Regions from separate parts of the Gossypium hirsutum genome. Here region 1 is linked to region 2. The links are chromatin contacts, called in public Hi-C maps. All regions are on one chromosome and are shown on one strand. Each heading gives the region's core, a stretch centred on a gene start, on an enhancer-like site or on the middle of the called end of the contact. The rest is flanking DNA. Distances are from core to core; before and after follow the strand shown.

Evidence for each region. A called contact is a pair of places that touch in the nucleus more often than the background predicts.
Region 1: a contact with region 2 is called in a Hi-C map of leaf, with 3 times the contacts expected there. The contact joins the promoter of LOC107910729 here to the enhancer-like site in region 2. A contact is called at or near these places in 9 of 34 Hi-C or Micro-C datasets (callus, fibers, hypocotyl and 2 more).

The regions. Positions count from the first base shown.
Region 1 is chrD02:20,516,328-20,520,606 of Gossypium_hirsutum_v2.1, reverse strand. LOC107910729 (B3 domain-containing protein Os11g0197600) reads right to left here and starts at 2,730. Exons shown (of 6, transcript XM_016838695.2): 1 at 2,518-2,730; 2 at 1,917-2,397; 3 at 1,394-1,569; 4 at 451-925; 5 at 113-243. The coding sequence starts at 2,583. The coding sequence ends at 152.
Region 2 is chrD02:20,320,879-20,324,971 of Gossypium_hirsutum_v2.1, reverse strand. No RefSeq gene overlaps it. Among protein-coding and RNA genes, the nearest start is that of LOC107908097, 22 kb to the left of the region's middle. Within about 2 kb of position 2,506, at least 3 of the 9 cell types and tissues checked have an H3K27ac peak or open chromatin away from gene starts, as enhancers often do. A contact at or near this core is called in hypocotyl and leaf, where this site is marked.

The DNA of each region.
Region 1 (4,279 bases), core at 1,481-3,980, 200 kb before region 2:
CATCTTTTCTATTTCTCCTTTTGGATCTTTTACTACACCGTCAAATTAGTTATGGAAGAAACCTTACTTTAGTCAAATTTCTGAAAGGGGGAAGCGAAAATAAATTGCTCACCAGAGTATACGAACCACTGATGTTGAACTTTCTCATAATTCACACAAAACTAGGAAAGCGAGAAGCAAAAGACCTAGCAGCTTTTTCTTCATCAACTGTCACCATCATTCTCAAACCACTAATAGCTGCTTCTGATTTACAAGCCAAATTAAAAATAAGACCAGTGAATAAATATTCTACTAAATGGAAATCACAATGAGTATCTTATATCCATGGTCCTATAAACACAAATAATCTCCCAGGAAGCTAAGAAAAATACAAACCTTTCCTTCAGCCATATATAGATTAACACAAATGGTCAACTATAGACAAACTATATAACAATTTAGAAACTTTACCTTGCTTTCCAGTGCCTGACCTTGACAAAGAGCAGAGCACAAAACTGGCAGATTTTTTTGCTGCATTACCATATTTCCATTTGTCAAGCACCTTAGACCCTTTGTTATCACAGATTTGAACCTTTTTCAATTTTGAGTGGACCTTTGAAGTGTTCTTTACAAGTTTCTTCAGTAAAGTGGAATCAGACCTGTCCAGGACTGCTTTTCTGCTTTGCCTGTCCAAGTCTTCCTGTCCAACCCGAAGAATATGCACACGGAATTCAAATTTGTGCGCCAATTCAAAAATACAAATGTCTCCGGCCTTTATCTCATTACTACGGACAAAGCTCAACCATCCACCACATAAAGTATGACTTGTATGCACTCTTGTTGTAGGCACAGAATTCACTGTCCAACAAGCTCCTTTCAGATTCTGAAGCACGAGCTCAGTCTTGCAGTTTGGAAGATGTTCCATTGCAAACTGATATGGAATATTCTGTCACAAAGAATTAAAACGCAGTTGAATACATAAGCAGCTTTCAAAATGACTAAATAATATATCCTAAAAGACCTAACTAGTTGATTCAAGACAGCAGGTAATGGCTAGAAGAATTTCCATTAGTAAGCAAAAATGTAATTATTAAAAAGGTTGTCTAGCCCTGAATTTGGAACATGTAAATGAGGGAAGTTCATTATTTTCTTCTCATTTTTCCCTTTACAAGTAGGAGGAACTTTTTCCGAACTGATGCCAGAGCTAAAAGCACGATGCTCACTAGGTTAAGAAACTTGTTCAAAAGCTCCAAATGCAGAAGGATTGCGATTAAGAGAAGTTTCTAGCAAGTAGAGTCATTTAATACCCTACATGTTTGCCGTATAGCACGATGCTTGGTCAAATTTATGTCATGCTGCAAACAATGTCCAACACAAAAATCCAGGGCGAAACAGTGAGAAGGAAACATCTTACCAATGTATAAGAGCCACTGACATTGAATCTTTTCATAATTCTTACAAAAAAGGGGAAACATGAGTTAAAAGACTGAGCCACTTTCTTCTCTTCAAATTCTCCTATCATCTGTATACAGCCACTGCCATGAAGGTTCAAGTCATCTTCTTTGCCAGTTATTTTCAGGATGGTTCCATCTGTTTCAAGAGATCAGAGACTCTGTCAAGTGGAATTTATGTAATGTAAACAACCAGTGAAGTTCCAATAAGAATCGGAATGAACATCCACAAGCATGCACAATTACAAAGGCATGAAATTTCTCACATTGAGTTTCTACGTAAAGCAAATTTAACACAAATAAGTGGTATCTACGCTAACATAAGATAATGAGAACTAAACAAGAATACACATACATTGATACCATAGTTCTTACTTAGTGTTTATTAAAACAAGTTTTTATTCTTACATCATAGAAAACTGTCAAATCAATGATAAAACAACAATTCATATACAAATCTCAAATGGGAGAGGTTGATTTCTTTACCATGATTTTCATCACAGGAAGTTAATCCTTGACAACTTGTGGTAGCAAGAATCAGCTCACGCCCACAATGTTCTTCATCACGAACGGACTCCGAAGAACTCTGTCTGATTCTCTTTAACAACTCTTCACAATCTTGATCCAATGAAACATCCTCCTCCTCCCTATATCTCTTCTGCCCCAAAATTCCATTAAACACGCTACCAGCTTGACTGCATTTACAATGAAAAGCAACTTCTTTCTCGCAACTGCTTTGATCAAACACTTTGACATCGAAAACCAAGTCACCATCATACCTAAAAACCAAAAAATCACCACATTCTAGGCTATGGTCTGCGACGAAATCAGCCCATCCTTCATCAAATAATAAGTCATCATTTCTTTGAACTAATCTAACATTCCAACTATACCCACTTGGTCCTTTTAACAAAACTGACGCAGAAACTCTTCCCTCCAAGTTTCTATTAAATCCCACTGGAATTCTCTGTTAAAATATCACCCATCACTCGAAGGTAAATAAAACTAACTAATCTAAAATGGAATTCATAACAATATTTACACTAAACCCTAATTTGAATAGGAAAAAAAGAAGGGGATAAAATACCAGGCTGTTAGCACTTGAAGTAGAGGAGAAGACATTGAGAAAATGCGGTCGCCTCAGTTTTGACATCGCTGTTGCTGGCTTTGATATGCTTTAGACTCATCGACAATGTTAATTCGGACCCATATTTTGAACCTTCTGAAGCGGAAGAGAGTTTTTGTTTTTATTTTTCTTAGAAACCTGTTGTTTGGATTGGGTTGTTATCTTATCCGAGTTGGATGCGGTTGCGTCACACGTATCTTTTTGACTCATTGATCAAAGCGAGTTTCTTTCAATCAATCATACCAGCGCGTTGAAATGAAGCTGATTGTTATTAAGTGAAACCTGCCATGTCAGATGTGAGCGAGCTTTGGATCCGACCCTATGCAATTTCTATAGTTGTTAAGGCCCAATTTTTATAAATTCCCCAGGTATAGGCCCAATTATTTATGTGTAGATTTATTAATTTAATTTTAGTAAATTTATTAATGATCAAATTTAATTTCTATATTTTTAAAAAAAAGTTTTTCACCCCTATCAACCATAATTGGAGTGTGATAGTTTGACTTTTTTTTCTAAGTCTAAAAAAAATATTACTTTAACCATTAAACTTACATTATTTATCAAATTATCCAAAATAGCTAAAAATATTAGTGTTTGTTAATTTTGCTTACATGACATGTACGTGAATTGTTACATGTATGTTATATTAACAATTAATTAAATTTTTTAATAATTTTAATTTTCTAAAATGATTTTTATTTTTTAAAATTTTTAAATGATTAATTAATTAATAATGTGACATCCACATAATAAACCACGTATATGTCATATTAGCAAAGCTAGCAAATACTAATATTTTCATCTATTTTAGGATAATTTGACAAATAACGCAAGTTTAAAACTAAAAATAATGAAAAAATAGATCAAAAACTTTTTTCTATAAAATTAGAGTGTCAAATAAATTATTATTAATTTTTTTAATCATAAAATTTTATTAATATGGCTTTCATTCAAAAAAAAATCTTACAAGTTAGAGGTGTTTATAATGGCTTACACCACAGGATTAACTCAAGAATACAGACAATGCAAGATCCATTCATTTTTAGTATCATGGCATGGAACTTATACTGTTACGGTTATCAATTCTCGTATAAGAGGCAACCGAGAAGTTAACTCTTTATAAATCCTTTCATCACTATTGTAGCATATCAGTGATTGACTAGTGACGGATTAGTAACAAAAATCACATGTAAAAAGCAACCACTCAGAACGACGGATTTCTAACAAAAAATGTGACAGGAATCATATTCTGTCACAATTACGGTCATAATATTTTGGGATTATCTCTCAACAACCCATTGTAACAGAAATTATTATACATAATGACAAATTTTGTAACAGACTTGTGACGGATTTAATTAATTAAAATTATTTTTTAATAGACTTACATATTTAATTAATTACTTTTAAAATAAATTTATAAATTTATTTTAACAAATCATATATAATATAACAAGATACATAGATTACATATACTATAAGTGGTACACTCTTTTTTTTCATTTAATTTTTATAATTATAATTAAATATATTTTTAAAGTGCAAATGGTTGTGTCTTAATTTTTTAAAACCAAAACGTTATATATAATACAAGATATTATATATTTATACTTTTTTTATTCAAAAAATATAAAAAAATACTTATTGAAATGGGATTGCTTACTTATTATTTACAAAAATAGGCAGATAGAACAGTGATTCTACAATGTCACTGGAGTAATCG
Region 2 (4,093 bases), core at 1,257-3,756:
CCATGTGGATTTCACAAATCGCACTCCAAACATGCGGGAAAACGTAATTTTTAGGTTTTTCAGGCATTCTAAAATCTATATATGACGCAAATAATAAGAAAGGAGTAAGTCGCCAGAGAATATTGAAGAAAACAATTCGAAAAACACCATTAAAGCCAACTCGAAAACAAATTTTTATCAAGATTGAAGATCTCCTTTTGATTTCTTTATAGTTTATTATGGGTTTTCTTGTTTCTTGTTGTTATATTGTCTTTGAGATGTTTTTATTTGCAATTATGAACTAATTTTCTAAATACCTAGGGAGATGAACCCTAGGATGGATTCTGTTATTTGATTTCTGTTTTTACGCAATATATATTTGGATCTTGTTCTCAATTATGTGTGTTTAAATCTTGGTTTAATAATTCTAGACTATTAATCCATGTTTGATGTGCTTGAATCAGAGGAGGAATAAACTCTGTTTAAGAGTATATCTAGCATAATTGAGTGGAGTTGCAGGCAATCCTAGAAACAAGACAACATAAATCTACCGGATTAGTGTCAAATCTAATAGGGAGTCCATAGATCGAGTTAATGCAACAATAGGGTTTTAATTAGAAAGAAATTTCAATTAATCAACCTAGAGTCAGTTGCTCTTAGTCTTGAAGAGAGATATTAACATAACTTAGGGATTTTCATGAATCAAGATACTAGGTAAAGAAATTGCGTAATATAGATTGATAATGACAGATGAAATCTAGGTGGATTCTTTCTTGGATATTGCTTTCTTCTTAGAGGTTTACTAGATTATTTTCCCGATTTGTTCTTTGTCTTATTCTTTAGTTAATTTTAGTTTTTAATCAATCACTCCAATTTGTCGGTTAAATAATAGAAAGACAGTAATTACTAGTATTTTTAGTCTTCATGGGAACGATATATGTGTTCATCGTAGCTATACTATTAATTGATAGGTGCACTTTCCTTAGTTGAATTTTTAGTTGGTTTTCGACTACATCATCCTACCCAACCTTGAAATATGAGGATAAATGTGTTTTAGAGTGCTTGAACTCATATTTTCCTGTATTGGCAACAATGTCAATGTCAATTGAGCTAAGACTTAGTCGGATCCTTTAATTATATTTATCCAAACATAGTGTTAATTTAATAATTTTATACATTTTTCTTCTTTTTATCAAAATTTTAGATATAAATAGTTATAACATATTTTTTGATATTTATATTATAATATTATATAGATTAAAATATGTCATAAGTCCTTATACACTTCATAAATTTGGAATTTAGTCCTATACTTTTATTTCTAGGAATTTAATTCATCTACCTTTCAAATTTCAAATTTCAAGTATTTTGTTAAATTTAGGTTCATTACGACATCATTTTTTTAGTTACATTGCTACCAAGTTAGCACTTTTATTATTTCAAAAGGCCACACCAATAAATTTAACAAAAAAAAATTTACAATTTTAACAATTAGATTTGAATTTTGAAATTTGAAAAGTATAGGGTGTAAATTCCTAGGAATAAAAATATATGGACTAAATTACAAATCATGAAGAGTATAGGGACTTATGGCATAATTTAACATATTATATAATTTTATTTTTTACATGATATAAATTGTATAATATATTACAACAATACATTATAACATTAGAATTGATCAAATAAGATATTAAATGTTGGAGATCAAACTTCAGGTTTTTCTACTTCAATATTGTTAATCGTTGGATTAACATGTAGAGGAAGATGGTGGTTGGTGTGGAGGACCACCTGAAGAAGAGATAGATGGAAAGATTCTCTAGTATGAATATTTTCTGGGTTAAGGAAGAAGTGTACATGAGTGTCTATGAGTTCTTTGCATGGGCTCTTTTATAGTGGGAGACATGTTCAACTACGTGTTAAAAGGCTATTGACATGGTAGTCTGATTTGATCTCCCTGTCACCGACGATGATGTTATGTCCTAGGATAAAACACCTTAGGACGAATGGCAATCAATGAATCTGAGCGCCCACATGGATCTTATATAGATTTAGTGGAGATGTGCCCCCAAAGAATCTCAGTTTCCCTTTTCTCTAGAAAGTAAAATTTAAAGCATATGTTATAAAAGGTTAAACATTCTTATCATTTTATATCGGTTCTAATAGTTTTTTATTTTAATAGGTGGTCTAGTCATCATTATCATATAACTTACTAGAAGGATGATATTATAACAATACAAGCATCTATTAATATTGAATTAAATAATTCGATAATTCATGTGTTATCATATATTTATTTAATATAATTAATATCACCTCATAATTGAATTTAAATATATTTTTTTATTTATTTTTAGAGTTTGTGTAGAAGGCGTACTAGGTGGTAAAAATTAATGTCCTACTACCACCAATCGCACATGCGCATAGTCAAGTTTTTAATGTGTGCACGCCATTTATATATGTCTTTGTGGCAATTAGAAGTGGTGTAAGAAATTCTAACAAATCCAAATGACATGGATAGGTATCATGATATGGATTTAGGTTTGGAGTCGAAGCACAATTGGGCTATTAAACATGTCCAGAATGTCATCAATTGGGCCAATCATTTTCAACATATCTTATAGGCTACATTTATCCAGGATTATAATTTTGTTCCATTTGAGATTTGTGTAGAATGGTTTAGGGTCAATGATAAACCATATCTATACTAATTGGGATAAGCTCATATACATCAGATTAGAAGTTGGGAGGAGGTCAAGAGTAATGCTTTATTTCTGAAGATGTATTTTTTCTTATACTTTCAAACCTAACAAGGGTATCTACTTTGCAAATGTGAAGATCGATCGTGACTTTACCCAGAAAATGGATTAATATTTGATACACCTACCAAACAATAAATTATTTTTTATTCTACCTAACAAGCGTTTATTAATAATTTTTGTTATTTCTTTACACTTTATAGGGATTAAGGTATGTGTAATGAATTTGAAATTTCCTATTTTAATGAAAAATCGAAACATTTGTTGTTTGAAAAAAAAAGACGCAAGAAACTAAAGTAATTCAAATTCATCATTTTTTTATAATTTCCTAACTAATTTTAATTCATTTTATTTATGGTTTATGGATTAGATTTTTTTACTTTATATAATTAATTTTTATTCATTTTGTTTAAGGTTTAATGTTTTGGTAGATCAAACATCAGAAAAATAAGAAATATGTTTTATCAATATTCATTTTAAGACATAAAATTCATGAATTTTTTTTACAATAGCATAATTTATATCACATTACACGTTAAGGCAGCTAGTTAGTTAGTAACATAACATTACACAACAAAAAAACATAAACTATTTTCTAAAATCCTTAGAGCAATCTAAACTTAGACCTTCATTTTGGCTTCTAAAGTGATTGATGATTCACCGTACTTAATTGAATCAACACCATAGTTGTACAATTTCAGAGTGACCTATAGCTGAAGTGTCAATTCCACAAAGATTATCTACCCTCATCGATTGATCTGAGTGTTAATATAACCGTTCATTTATGTCAAAGATTGTTCATGCCACCACAGTTGAAAAACCTAAAGCCTAGGTGCCTAGAATGCCCTAATTTGTTTCCTTGATCCCTAACATTGACTACTTTGTGACTTTTGATAGTCCTAGTGACCATGTGCAACTAGTAAAACTAATACCCATGACCCATCTACCTAAGTCACTGGATAATTTTTTTCCTAAATGTGGGCAACTTTTTTAAAGGTGCCTCTACAGAGGATGAAACCCCATATAAAATGTTTCCTCAGTGGAAAGCCTTAACCTATTTTCCCTAAACCTTATAAAAGTGAATTGGTGGTGTTAAATATCAATGAATATGTTGAATAATAAAATCCAAAACCTTGGGTTTTGTATTTAATAATTTTTTTTCACTTGGCGACTATTTTAAAGCATTGACAACCTTTAACACATTTTCCTAAACCTAAACTATAACTATTTGATGCAATTGTAAACTGAATGAGGCTTTGGGGCTTATTTATAGGGAAAATGCATTATTATGTTCACCAGCCATTGGATGTATGTATAATAGACTATCTTGACATCAAATAGTGTCCCCATCATTA